Linked DNA regions of Sus scrofa: region 1 is linked to region 2. The links are chromatin contacts, called in public HiChIP or PLAC-seq maps. All regions are on one chromosome and are shown on one strand. Each heading gives the region's core, a stretch centred on a gene start, on an enhancer-like site or on the middle of the called end of the contact. The rest is flanking DNA. Distances are from core to core; before and after follow the strand shown. Region 1 overlaps RERE (arginine-glutamic acid dipeptide repeats protein). Region 2 overlaps RERE (arginine-glutamic acid dipeptide repeats protein).

The links. HiChIP or PLAC-seq counts read pairs in DNA pulled down with a chosen protein or histone mark.
Region 1: an H3K27ac HiChIP or PLAC-seq map of skeletal muscle shows a contact between it and region 2. The contact joins two enhancer-like sites. A contact is called at or near these places in 9 of 47 Hi-C or Micro-C datasets (brain, heart right ventricle, liver and 3 more) and 2 of 2 datasets of contacts at active chromatin or transcription factors (alveolar macrophages and skeletal muscle).

What each region holds. Positions count from the first base shown.
Region 1 is chr6:69,085,620-69,092,885 of Sscrofa11.1, forward strand. All of the region lies in intron 7 of RERE (arginine-glutamic acid dipeptide repeats protein), which reads right to left. Among named protein-coding and RNA genes, the nearest start is that of SLC45A1, 160 kb to the left of the region's middle. Within about 2 kb of position 3,437, at least 23 of the 83 cell types and tissues checked have an H3K27ac peak or open chromatin away from gene starts, as enhancers often do. A contact at or near this core is called in alveolar macrophages, skeletal muscle and subcutaneous adipose tissue, where this site is marked.
Region 2 is chr6:69,009,720-69,016,818 of Sscrofa11.1, forward strand. RERE (arginine-glutamic acid dipeptide repeats protein) reads right to left here. Exons shown (of 24, transcript XM_021095277.1): 12 at 896-976. Among named protein-coding and RNA genes, the nearest start is that of SLC45A1, 79 kb to the left of the region's middle. Within about 2 kb of position 1,547, at least 58 of the 83 cell types and tissues checked have an H3K27ac peak or open chromatin away from gene starts, as enhancers often do. A contact at or near this core is called in alveolar macrophages, skeletal muscle and subcutaneous adipose tissue, where this site is marked.

The sequences.
Region 1 (7,266 bases), core at 2,187-4,686, 78 kb after region 2:
AGTGGCTCTTTGAGCCTCTGACTCAACTCACGTGTGTCTCTGGTCTGCACCAGCAGCCTTTCATCCGGCTTCCCACCTCATCACATGGACTATGGCAAAGACTGGCGCTCAAGGGCTGCGATTTGATCAAATTAACAATGGGGCCTGTAAACCAGCCTTGGGAAGCACTGGATAGCATACATTCTGAACTCCAGAAAATACTGGAAGCCAACTATAATGATTTGGTTGTTTGCTGTTTTCTATTACTTGTCCTTCTGTCTACATTCACTCCTTCCTCAGTCCAGCCCCCCAACATGAAACATGAGAACCTTACACTTTGTTCAGGAAAAGAGACACTGACACGCGTACCCTCTTCAGAAGTATGACACTTTACACAGAGAAGGGCCCTAAGGAAAGGACAGGCACTGACGGCGCCCATATTAATGGAAGGCAAAGTCTGGAGCCACTTTTGGAAGTCCCTGGGACCAGGAGTAACTTGGGGGCTGCTGTCCAGTAAAGGTTAACTGGAGCAAATTTTTAAAAACACATTGGAGGTTACAGTTCCCTTGCGGCACAGCGGGGTAAGATCTGGCATTGTCATGCTGTGGCTCAGGTCTGATCCCTGGCCAAGGAACTTCCACATGCCAAAAAATATTCATATATTTTGGAGGTTAAAATTCAAAAGGCCTTTACTCTAGAAAATGCCAGGGTAATCCTTCAATTACTAGCAAGACCTAACTTTCTATCTGCTCTACAGGTGCTCTATAGTATTATCTCATTTCCATGTATTAATTCATTTAATTCTTTTTCTTTCTTTTCTTTTTCTCCCACTTTTTAGGGCTGCACCCGCAGCATATGGGGATTCCCAGGCTAGGGGTCTAATCGGAGCTCTAGCTGCCGGCCTACACCAGAGCCACAGCACCGCCAGATGCGAGCTGCATCTGTGACCTGCACCACAGCTCACGGCAATGCCGGATCCTTAACCCACTGAGCAAGAACAGGGATCAAACCTGCATCCTCATGGAGGATAGTCAGATTCGTTAACCACTGAGCCATGACAGGAACCCCTTAATTCATATTTTTATACTAATGAAAGCGCTAGTAATGTTAGTCAGAGAAATTCAGATTTTATTCTATCTTATGTTTAAAACAACATAGCTACTAACAAAGTTTCTGCTTGCTGTACAGCACTGCTTCATTAACAAGGTACGTTTGGGCAAAAGCAGGGTGGCCATCCATTAAAGAAGGAAAATCCAGACCAAGGACAGTGTAAATCCCAGTAAAGTCAGATAGAGGATATTATACATGTAATAAGCAACCAAAGATGGAAGTCGTATCTCAGGACAATGCAAGACACCCCTATGCACACCTCTGCCTCGGGGTTTTCACGTATGCACGTGGTCTTAAACTCAGTCATCTTATACCTGCATGACAAACACAAAACAGTGCTACTAGTTATCACCTGCTAAGCACTCTCTACGCCGAGCATCCATTATTTCATTATTCCCATGACACCTCTATGAGGCAGTATCTCCATTAATAGATAATAATAGCAGTAGTAATTACAGCATCAATAACGAAACAAATGTGTACACTGAACATTTACCAAGTACCAGGCATTCTGAGCTAAGCAAATTCCATATATCTTCTTATCTAACCTTAAGGATGACCCTGTAAGGTAGGTAGGTGCTATTATTACCTGTCCAGACAGGAAACCAAAGCGAAGAGAGTTTATGAAATTGTCCAAGATCACATAGCTGACAGGTGGGAAAAACTAGAATTCAAACTCTAGTTGACTCCAAAGTCAGAGCTCCCACCCACACTCCCATAGAACACAGTGATTAAGTTACTAAACCAAAATCACACAACTAATTACAAACAGAACCACTACCAGAAGCCATATCCTTTTCCCTAAGTCAGTTCTGTGTTCACATCAAGCACCAAAAGCAGACAAAATAATCAAAAAGTTACTTTCTTAAGTTTGAAAAGCATGTTAACAGAGAAAACCTATCAAAGTTAAAGGCTGATTTAATCAACATCAAAATGACAAAATTATATGGAATTCCCGCTGCGGCTCTGCTGGTTAAGAACCCAACTAGTATCCATGAGGATGCAGGTTCCACCCCTGGCCTCACTCAGTGGGTTAAGGATCTGGTGCTGCCGCGAGCAATGGTGTAGGTTGCGGATGGGGCTCAGATCCCGAGTTGCTGTGGCTCTGGTGTAGGCCAGCAGCTGCAGCTCCAATTCAATCCCTAGCCCAGGAGCTTCCATATTTCCTGAAGGTGTGGCCATAAAATGGGGGGAGACCAACTTATCGAGTTGGAGAACAAATTACTGGTTGCCAAGCATTCAGAACAGCAGGGGAAGAGAGAAGGGAGTGGCATATTTGTGATTATGGAACAGATAATCTGCGATTATGGAACACAAAGCTACACTTGTAAAACGGCAAAGAACTATAGATACAATGAACTCACGTCCCAAGTTCAGGGTTTGGGAGATTTTTTTAGGCCACACCCATGGCATGTGGAAGTTCCCAGGGCAGGAACTGAACCTGAGCCCCACAGCGACCTGAGTGGCAACAGCAGATCCTTAACTGGCCATGTCACGAGAGAGAACTCCTCCAAGTCCAGCTTCTGATGCTACTAATCAATTTACCTATTGGGGAGCGTGAGCAAAAGATGCACCAGAGCACTGAATCAATGAAAAGTTGCTCAAAGTCAAAGATGAGGTTAGTTCACAGACTAGAGATAAGAAAGCAAGCCAGACATGAGAAAAGTCAAATAAAACACAAATAGATTCCCTCAAAATATACCGCCCACAGCTGCACAAGTAACTGAAGAAAGAATGTCACAGTTAATGAGCAATGCGATTCAAGGAATTAACTCAAGTCACATATTTTTTTTCTATTTGCTAGGGATGTCTCTTGCTGGGTCATCTTTTTTGAGACATCCTTAGCTGGGAATCATTTAAAAAAAAAAAAAAAAAAAGACCCCATCTTTACTAGCAAGGAGGTAGAATTTCTCTGGCAGTTAATGTAAATAATGAATATTTTTTTCAAAACAGCTGAATTTAATTCCCATTATTCTGCAAATATTTGCTTCGGAATACGAAAAAATAGTCCCAGAAGCCAAATTACAACAATAATGGTAAGTCATTGTGTTTATTCCTTGAGTTAAAAAAAAAAAAAAATAGAGAGAATTTCATTGTATATGAAATCTGATACAAAAGAAACCGATGTAATAAAGCAGTATCCATGGCAACTACAACTTAATATTTCAGTCCTCTTCAGCTGCAGTGGATTAAATAAAATGACAAGATGTTCCCTTTGAAAAGTAACCTGTTACCATGGAAACGTTTTCGTCTAAGAAGTAAACAGGGAATGGACAGAAAGGAGCTGGAAGCCTGCAACTGAATATCAAAAAGGGAGAAGCATCTATGCAAAGGAGACAAGGAGGCAGCTGGCCAGACGCCGCAGGCTCCTTGGGAAGAGCTTGTGGGCTGGAAGCAGGAGCCTGCCCAGACCAAACCACTCCTTCACCTGGAAGAGGGGGCAGTGTGTGGGTGGCAAGGGTCTGTGGACGCTCGCTCAGGGCACCCAATATTTCTGTACGGTCATGGTGACTGCTTAGGACAAGGACTTGGCTCTACAGGGGAAGGAGAAGGACAAGAACATGGGGTCACAAACTGGCAGAACAGAGGCCGTTCACAGTCAGCTGACTTGACCGCTTCCCATCACAACGCACGGCCAGAAGGTAACGGCAGAGCAGGCGGTGGCCAGCCCCAGAAGGCTGGCGCCGGTAAGTGTGCAGTCAGACCTCTGCTCTGTGGCCAGCGTCATGTGAGAATGAAATCACAGAGCGATCCGTCTTTATCTGTTCTTCAGATCTCAAGGCTCAGACAGTAGCTCGCCCATATCTTTTCTATAGGGCGTCAAGTTGAGCGGCAAGACTGACATGAAACCAACAGAAAGAAGACTCTAGAAGCTCTACTTTCTAGCTCATTCAGAAAAAGACCATAGAAATAGACTGTGGGTCCAGGATGAAATTCACCAAATTTTAGGAAAATCAAAAGGCGAGAGTACAGCAGAAATTAACACAACCTTGAAAATCCATTATACATCCATAAAACGCATTTTTTAAAAAGGGGATTTACCAGAATCACTTCTTTTTCAAGGGTAGTGGGCAGGAGTGAAAAGGAGAGACTGGTAGGAAGGAAGCCCAGAATGGTGTGCTGAGTTCTCAAATTTCTCCAGCAGGAAGACCTGTTTCTAAAGCTTTCTTTTCAACAAATTTGAAACTGGCTCCTTCCTTCCTCCCTCCCTCTCTTTTTCTTCTTTCTAGGGCCACACCCAAGGCATATGGAGGTTCCCAGGCTAGGGGTCTAATGGGAGCTGCAGCTGCGGGCCCACACCACAGCCACGATAACTCGGGATCTGAGCCCTGACAACACCAGATCCTCCACCGAGTGAGTTCAGGGATCAAACCCACATCCTCATGGATACCAGTCAGGTTCGTAACCCGCTGAGCCACAATGGGAACCCCCCTTCCTGCCTTTATGGTTGCATTTGCAGCATACGCAAGTTCCCAGCCAAGGTGAACAGAGCTGCAGCAGAGGCCTACATGACAGCCACAGCAACACGAGATCTGAGCCCCATCTGTGGACTCTGCTATGCAACGCCAGACCCTTCACCCACCGAGTGAGGCCAGGAATCAAACCTGCATCCTCAAAGAAACAACATTGGGGCCTTAGTCCTCTGAGCCACAATCAGAACTCCAAAATGTCTTAAGTCTGATACAGCTTCTCAAAAATCCATATAGGAGTTCCCGTCATGGCTCAGCAGAAACGAATCCAACTAGTAACCATGAGGTGGTGGGTTCGATCCCTGGCCTCACTCAGTGGGTTTAGGATCCAGCGTTGCTGTGAGCTTCGGCTCCGATCATCCATTGCTGTGGCTGTGGCAGTGGGCCTGCAGCTGTAGCTCTGATTAGACCCCTGGCCAGGGAACCTCCATGTGCCCAAGTGCAGTCCTAAAAAGCAAATAAATAAATCCATATATATTTTGTTTTGGCCTCACCCACAGCATGCCGAAGTTCCTGGGCCAGGGATCAAACCCGTGCCACAGCTGCGAGCTGCACGACAGCAGCAGCAATGCCGGATTCTCAACCTGCTGCACCCCAGAGGAACATCTAAATTCTGTTCCACTACATGTTCCCATTCACTGTTGGAAAGAAAAACATTTCCCTAAATTGGAGTAAAATCCCAGTTTTGTCTATAGCCAGGCTGTCCCAGGATGCAGCCACCCGCCAGTGGGAGCGCGGAGCTGTTACACACACTGGAGTCTAGATGCCCACGTGCAGAGTCCAATGAGCCCAGATTAAAATTTTAGTCCAAGACTCTGTGGGCTCTCAGTGTGATGCTGAGGACACAACTCAGTCTCTCTGAGCACATCTACAAAATCAAGTTTGTAACAGCGACTCTATGGAACTGCGGTAAAAATAAAAGGCGACCCATGGAAAGAAGGCAGAGGGCCTGCTGCACAGGAGTCATTCCTATTATTAGCGCGAAGCCCTGGCAGGCCTGAGGATAGGAGATAACCCCGCTGTTATGAGTCCCCAAAGTACCACCCAGCTCTCCTTCAGCCTCTTGCCACGGTCATGATTTAACAGTTCATTTCCGTGCTGAGACCGCAAGCACCATGTGGGCAGGCGTCGCATCTGACCGTAGCTTACCACTATAGGCCAGAGCCCATGGGCACTCGCCACATAGATTCTAAATGAATAAACGACTACGATATTGTAACTCAACTATGCCTAGCCACAAATAGCAAAGAAGTGACTCACTGCAAGATTAAGTCAAATCCCCTGTGACAGAAGGCCAGCCCCTTCAAGCAAGGTTGACCTGAAGCAGGCCTGATAAATGGCCCAGGGGGAACAAAATTCGGTATTTGTTCAAAGGAAAAGACCATCAGCGCTGGAAGAGTTAATGTTCCAAATTCAAACATAAAGGCAAAGGTCAAGACAGGAAGTCATTAAAATCCAGAATCATAATTTTCTAAAATCTTCTCTGATGGCAAGTTCCCCAGAGCTCATCTGATCCCAGGCATCTTGCTTAACAAAAGAAACTCAAGCCCGGGGACAGAAAAGTGCTCTGTTGAGGGGTCACAGTGAGTTAATTACAGAGGATCCCAAGCCTCTCTCCTCCCAGAGTCCCTGAACGTAATTCAGAGTTCAGCGCCAAGAACTTAGGCACTGGCTAGGAAGTTCCCTTGTGGCCCATGGGTTAAGGATCTCGTGTTGCCGCAGCTGTACCGCAGGCTGCAACTGCAGCGTGGATTCAATCCCTGGCCTGAGAATGTCCACATGCTTCGGGTGCAGGCCCCCTTCCCCCTAAAAAAGAACTTAAGTATTGGCTAAAGAATAAGAAAAGTTTCCATGCTGACAATAAGATGCAGTAAATACGGCCTCCACATAATAATATGTAGTATCAGGAAAAAAAAAAATTTGGTAAAAGAAAAAAAAAAAATCTTTTAAAATAACGTGAGAAAAGATCCAGTTTCAAAACACTGCAGTGACCTTGCTCCACTGTCTAAAGTTCTTATTTGCCTGACCTCTTCCCCATCACATAGAAAAAGGCAGCACATCTGCCCACACACATGACCCCCTTCCAACTCAGGCTCCTCTGGGTTCTACTGTCATCACCTACCGCAAAGAAGGACCACACCCAACACAAAGCTCTACACACACACACACACACACACACACTTTAGAAAACAAATTTATTTTTAAAATAAACCGTAGTTAATAGATGCAAACTATTGCCTTTGGAATGGATCCTGATGTATAGCACTGGGAACTACATCTAGTCACTTACAATGGAGCAGGATGAGAAAAAAGAATGTATACACGTATGTGTGACTGGGTCACCTTGCTGTACAGTAAAAAATAGAACACTGTAAGCCAACTATAATGGAAAAAATAAAAATCATTATATATATTAAAAAAAAGACTCAAAAAAAAAAATCAACCATCGTTTATAAAGCAGCAATATTCAAAGATAAAGCCAATCACCTGACTAAAACTGTTGCTGGCTTTCTGCACACTGAAAGCAAACTTTATAATAAACCAGAATGGATTCACCTCAGAAAAAGAGGGACTTTGGACCAAGCAAGTATGTCTACGATGTGTGTCTGAATGTCTCTGTGTTCCCACTGGGAAGTCTCTGGGAAATGCCTTTTTTCTTTTTTTTTTTAATCTTTATAGGGCCACACCCATGATATAATGGAGGTCC
Region 2 (7,099 bases), core at 297-2,796:
TGGTCTCCTCTCAGAGACGGGAATCGGGGAAGCAACTCAGAGTCCAGCCACATGCCTCCCACCCCCAGGTCCTGAAGCACACTTCCACTTCCGCCACAGACACCGCTAAGCGGCTGACCCTACTCCAGCACCAGGCGCCCCCATTCCTGGGCCTACAGCCACAAGGAGACTCTCCCACCCCCCTCCAATGCCACCTGGAGGAAATTACAGTAAATTCAGCTAAGACAGAATGAATCTCCTGCTAGCATTCTCATCACATAACTTCACCCCAAGTTTCCTTAGCAAACCCAAGTTTAGCAATAGCTTTCATCAGAGCTGAGAATCAGCTCTGAGAAATACCAAAGCAATTTTTAAAAGTCTTATTTTAAGCAATGCATAGGAACCCTTGCGTATCTGTCTACTGAAAAGTGCAAAGTAGTTAAAACTACTCTTCAGAACGTTAAATAAAAAGTCTCCAGAGAATTCAAACTATACTGGAGCGCAAACCCCTTAGCTCCACTGTTTGTTGATGACTTTTGTCAATAACCAAATCCAAGCTAATGATAAATGATACTTCCTATTTCAGCCACCATATTTAAAATTAGATGCTAACTCCCTAACACTCCCAACTCCCCTCCTCCCATTAACCCCCTGCTGCCAAAGACTTTTCTGCCGAGAAATCCACTCTCTTAGGGGTGAGGAGTGGGGGTGGGCTAAGCATAACCTGTCACTTCACTATCTAGAATCAGGAGCAAAATCTAAAAGTGAAGCAAGGAAAATGAGTTGGATCCTAGAGGCCAGCCTGAGTCTGAGCACAACGCAGGGTTAAAGGAAACCATTTCATAAGATCAAGGGCGAGAAGCAGCGGGAGCAAAGAGGAAAAAAATCAAGTTACATAAAGTCCAATTGTACTTACTGTTTCCTTATTGGGAAGCAGCTCCTTTCTAATTCTGAAGAAGTTCTTGCCGTACTGCCTGAGCCCCTTAACGAAGCGTTTCTGTGATAAAAAGACACAACAAACGGGATGTAAAAACCAAAAACAAAACAGGATGTCAGCAAAGCAAAGATATCTGCAATCAGCAGAATAACAACCACGAAAAAGTCTGAGCTGGGGAATAGAGGCTGGGGAAATATTTCCGCAGCAGCTGGGACCCCCGCCCGGGCAGGCCCTCGTCCCGCACACCAGCCAGGCTCGGGAGGAGAGCATCCGCCGCCGAAGGCAGAAGCAGTCGGTGCCCTCGGTGCCTCCGCTCCGGGCATCGGTCGCCGAAGGTTATGAACAACGAATACGCTCCGCGTTTCAAGAAAACCGCACAGCTGGTTTTCCATCTGAGAACGAGGCTTCCCAGGGTGTCGAGCCGTAGGAGCAAACAGCACCAAACCTGGAGACTTCTCTCCAGAAGGGCACCCTAGAGGATTAATGGCCCCTTGGTCAAGGGGCGGAATTCACCCGGAAGGCACGGGCCGCGCGGAAGCCCACGGGAGCCGGGCGCCCGGCCTGCGGCTCCGCCGTCACTAAAAGCCCCTCCGAGGCGAGACTGCGGAGACGAGCCGGCAGCACCCTTCCCTCCGCCCGCGCCCTCCCCAGCCCGTTTCCGTGACGCTCCGCAGACTTTCACTTTGTCCCCTTCCTCCCGGGCTGCCCCTCCCGCCGCGGCGGGGCCACTCCCGGTTCCCCCGGCCCCCACCTCGGGGCCCGAAGCCGGGGCCCGCGCGGCCCACCCCGGCAGCCACAGGTACGCCGGGCCGCCGCGGGCCGCACTCGGGGCGCAGGCCGGCCAGTCGTTCGGCTCGGGCTCGGGCTCCACAAAGCGCAGGGCGGCGGCGGCGGCGGTGGCGGCGGCAGCCGGGCGGCTCGGCGTGTGACCGCGGCGGGGCCGCGCGGCGCGGGGCGCGGGGGGCGCGGGGCTGGGGCCGCCACCGCCGCCACCGCCGCCGCCGCCGCCGCCGGGGGAGGAGGCGCGAGCGGCGCGCAGAGCCCGGCGCGGCCGCGGGCGGCTGCAAAAGGCGGCCTGGATCGCCGCGCCGCCCGCCGGCCCGGCTCCGGCCCCCGCCCCGCCGCCCGGCGGCCCCGCGGCCCCAGCCCCCGGGAGCCCGGCGCCGGTACCTCGGGTTCCTCCTTCCGAACAGCGGGAGGCGGCCCGGGCGGCCGAGCACGGAAACTTCCTCCCACGGCGGCGGGCGCGAGCAGAGGGCGCCCGCGGGGCGGGGGCGGGGGCCCAGCCGGCGCTCGGGGCCCGTCCCAGGCCGCTCGGTCTCCGGGCCTCCCACTGCGAGCGAGGGCAGAGTCAGCAGCGCACGCCCGCCGCCCCCGCCGCCCCCGGGCAGCAAAGTAGGGGGCTGGCCCGGACGACCCCCGCGGTCCCTTCCGGCCCCGGATCGTGGGCGGCCGCTCCGCCCGGCCCAGGCATTAGCCGGCACCTCGCAGGGCGCCGTTTCACAACTAAATCACCGCGGAAGCTTCCCAGCCAATAAATCACCTGCCCACCGGGAGGAGAGTCCCTCCCACTCCCCGTGTTTGAGACCAGCCGGGCAAATTCAGCCAAGAGCCAGACTTGGCCTGCGAGACCGATCTGCAACCTCCTACTCCATTCCTGGAGGCTCTGCATTTTCTGATTTCACCCCTTTCTAAGATATGACTCATCATTGTCAGTTTTCAATATACTTCGTATAGTTAGTTCAAAAGGAAAAATCCGTCAAGGCGCAAGAGAGAAGCAAGCTGTGCTTCTCCGCTGAGGAAGAGTGACCGCTGACACTTGCAGAAGTACCGCCGTTCCTACGCTCGGCAGCATCGTGGGCCATGTGCGGAGCATCTCCACTGGGGGAATGGGGACGGATGAGACTGCCCTGCCCTCAGGGAGCGGTCCTGGCAAGCAGGTAACAGATCAATCTCTAGGCAGAGGAACAAAGGGGTAGGTGGGGCCAGGAGGAGGAAGCTACTTGCTCTGCTACTGTCTTAGAGGAAGTGACAAGGAAGAGCATGAACCGGACAGGTGGGCTCCAGCAGGGCTCCAAGCCCACGAGTCAGCCAGGAAGGGCACACAGAACATTCTGGGAATTGCAAGAAGAACAGGGTGTGCAGAGTGGAGTGCCAGCAGATAAGACTGAAGAGGCAGGAGCGGATCAGGTTGCAGCGAGCCTTTCAGGCCAGGCTGAAGAGTTCTGGTCCCAACTGTAGGCTAGCAGAGAAGACAGGGACTGCCCCGGGGCAGTGTGGCCCTCCGCGTACCTTAGGGTCAGACTGGCTGCAAGGCAGCTAAAGAGGCTGGTGAGAGAACCCAGCATTGGGATGAGGAGGACCTGAACTCACTCTCAGCCTTCAGCATTACTGCTTTGTAATCCACTCCTTAAGAATTTAAGTATTTAAGGAGCATCTAACACTACGGAGGAAATTTTAAATAATAACAAAAAAAGGTTAGCCATGGACCTTTATTAAAACTGATTCATTTTTAGCAGGTAAGATAAATGCAGTATTAGGGAACAACCTGCAGTTCCCGTCGTGGCTCCGTGGTAAATGAACCATCCATGAGGATGCAGGTTTGATCTCTGGTCTCACCCAGTGGGTTAAGGATCCAGCGTTGCTGTGACCTGTGGTGTAGGTCGCAGACGCAGCTTGGGTCCTGAGTTGCTGTGGCTGTGCTGTAGGCCAGTGGCTACAGCTCTGATTCGACCCCTGGTCTGGGAAGCTCCATGTGCCAAGGGTGCGGCCTTAAAAAAAAGGGAGAACAATCTGAGAGTTTAGTCAGCCAAGCCTAAAGTAGCAAAGGGCAGCTCACCAGAGCCAAGAGGAGGGATGGCCTGTAGTTGTCCAAAACGCCTTCTCCAAGGCCAGATCACGCAGTGCAGACCACATTCACAGATGTGGAGGGGGAGGGGGTGGAGGATGGGGAGCGGGTTATGGGACAGGGAGGTCTACACAAAGCCGAAGTGGGCACTCAGGTGATGGGATGGCAGGACTCTGCCATCCGACCAGGGGCTGGCACAATGAGGGTCTGAGAGGCTGAATCTGGAATAGCAGGATGACACGGAGTTTGGCAAACTTGAGCTCAAATCCTGATTCTTCCACCTGTTATAATCCTTTGAACAGCATCCATTCAATAGTTACTAAGTACCTACTAATGCCAAGAGCCTCACAGCCTAGAGTGGGGGTGCTATTATTATCTCCATTTTATGGGCAAGGAAGCTGAGACACAGATGGTTAAGTAAGCAGACCAAGATCACCCAGCTCCTCAGAGGTAAAGGCAGAATTCAGACCCAGGCTCCGAACTCCATGCCATGCACTAAGACCACACGCTCCATAAAGTGGAGGTAAGAGTCCACAGGGACCACCACTGCCGGTCATGGTACCATCATCTGTGACTCGACCTTTTCCGTTTGACCCCCAAGTCAAATCACCAAGTCCTCAGTATTCTTCCTGAGAAAGGTCCTTCAGTGCCTTGCTTTCCTGTCCACTCCCGCGCTGGTCCCAGGCCAAGCCTCTATCCATCCTTCCCATCAGCCAACCTACTAAGCCATCTCCCCCGTGCAACCATTTACAAGCCTCTGCCAAGGAATGTCTCACAACCACAGATTTCAACATGAGTCGTCCAAGGTCTTGCTCCCAGGCCCTACCTACGAATAGCTCTTTGACCTCTTTGGGGTGGTGTTTAACCCCTTAGCCCCAAATTCAAGGCTCACCAGGATCCTGTCCCTGCCTACCCTTCCAGTGAGACGTCCAGCAATGCCAGCTGGGCCATGGCACAATCTCTGTCTCAACTCCAGACTCTGGGGTACCTCTAATACTTCTCTCCACAGCCTATCTCTGGTTTACCTCCAGCTCAAGCGCAAATCCCTCCCACTCCAAAATGAACTTCCCTGACCATTCCCTTCCATTCAGTTGGCAATTATTTATTTGTATGGGCCTCATGTACTCAGAGAGTCTACAAACTCTGAAAAGACAGGAACTGTTTCTTTTTCCATGCTGCCTCCTACAACATTGGGCAGCTGGAGCTCCCAAGTCTTTGATACATGAGTGAAACAAACCATGAGATGACAAGGGCCTGGGCAGCCACAGTGGAAATAAACTGTGAAAAGCCAAAAGGTTCATATTTACCTTTGATGACAGAGCAGATCTCTTTGGCTCTCTGACACCAAACTCTCCTGATTTGCCTCTTATCAGCTGGCTTCTTAATTCTCTACTCAAACTCCAGATATTAGTCTTCCCAGGCTTTTTTGTTCTAGGCTTTCTGCTCTCCAGACTCCCTCCCAACAGGACTGTCAAGGCTCCCGTGGCTCGAAGCATCATCCAAGAGTCTCACTACTATTTCTAAGGCTAAATCTACAGTCCAAGCCCCTTGGAAACACGTGTCTCACAGACATTTCAAAGTAACTCCTTCCAGAGATAGGGGTATTTGAACACGGACCACTGCTGTCAATGTGTATCAATGACTATGCTATCAAGTGCAAAGCACCACTTTTTGGCCCCACTTTTTTAAAAAAAGGAAGTAAAAGCTTCATGTGGCCTGCACTGTTACTTCTCTATGGAAAGCCACAAGGCCTCAAAACTGGCAAAACATCTGCTTCTCGGAGACCAGCCTTTACCTTGTGGTTTACCAGAAACATAGAGCAGACTTTCAAATCGAAACCAAGCCGACCCATCAGAGCCGTCAATGCTTAGGATAAATCAGTATGTTAAACGGGTTTCCTTCTAATAATTCATCTCTTCGAATGGGGACTCTAATTTTATAACTGACACTGCTGACTTACAAACGGACAGGTACCAGAAGCCTCTAAATGAAAGTTCACAGACACGATCTGTTTCTTGACAGCACTCTAGCAGCTGAGATGAAATTGAGCACTTCCAGCGAATGAGCCTCATGAATGATGCCATGCCCACTGGCTGTTCTGTCCCTGACGGTGAGGAGATGCTAGAAAGCTAAGAAGCCAAGGGTGAAGGAGGAAGAAGACTGGCCAGGGCGAGAACTGTGGCTGGGGCACTGCCTGAGCGCCAGGCAGCCCTGCCTTGCTTGCACCACAGGCTGGCAGACTGGCTACCCTTAGACCCACGAGCTGAGGATCCTGGGGCGTTGGCACTGGTTTCTCTGGTGCTGCGTGTTTCCCATCAACCTGCATGTTCCCTGGGAGCACAAAACCAATCCTCTTCTTTTTCTGAATCCACATGGCCAGATGAGATCCAAATATAAATACACATTTATTTACGGATTGGAGACGGTGCTGTGCTTTGTCTTACAACTTAGTTTGTGACTGTGCTCCAGGTTTTCTTTATGGAAATGTATTTCAGCGTATGACATCGAGTTACAATGTGTACGTGTTAATTGGAGACATTTATATACCACACTAGGATGGCCCTGGTAGTGACAGCACTTTCACCACGCTACGTAAGTATGCCCCAGATTTTAAACAAACTGCTGTAGTTTTGCTCTTATGGAGCTGAAACTTCATGTCGCCATCAGGAGTTACCTACCTATAGGTTCCTGGTAGGGAACATTTTTTTAAAAGTGAGTTACCTGAACACAGAACTTACAGCTAAGTTTGGGTTTTAATAGCATCTGGAGAGCTCTATTTCTCATTTTTGCTATAATGGAAAGAATATGAGATTCAAACTCGGAAGTCCTAGTCTGGGGTTAATAGATGCAAACTATTGCATTTGGAGTGGATAAGCAATGAGATTCTGAATACCGCACACAGAACTAAATCTAGTCCCTTGTGATGGTACATGATGGTGGATAATGTGAGAAAAAGAATGTGTGTGTATGTGTGTGTGTGTGTGTGTGTGTGTGTGTGAGAGAGAGAGAGACACTGGGTCACTCTGCTATACAGCAGAAAATTGAGGGAGTTCCTGTCATGGCTTAGTGGTTAGTGAACCTGACTACTAACCATGAGGTTGTGGGTTCAATCCCGGGCCTTGCTCAGTGGGTTAAGGATCCGGCATTGCCGTGAGCTGTGCTGTGGGTTGCAGATGCAGCTCGGATCCTGCATTGTTGTGGCTCTGGCGTGGGCCGGTAGCTATGGCTCTGATTGGACCCCTAGCCTGGGAACCTCCATATGCCATGGGTACAGCCCTCAAAAGACAAAACACACACACACACACACACAAAAACAAAAAAAAGTTGACAGAATA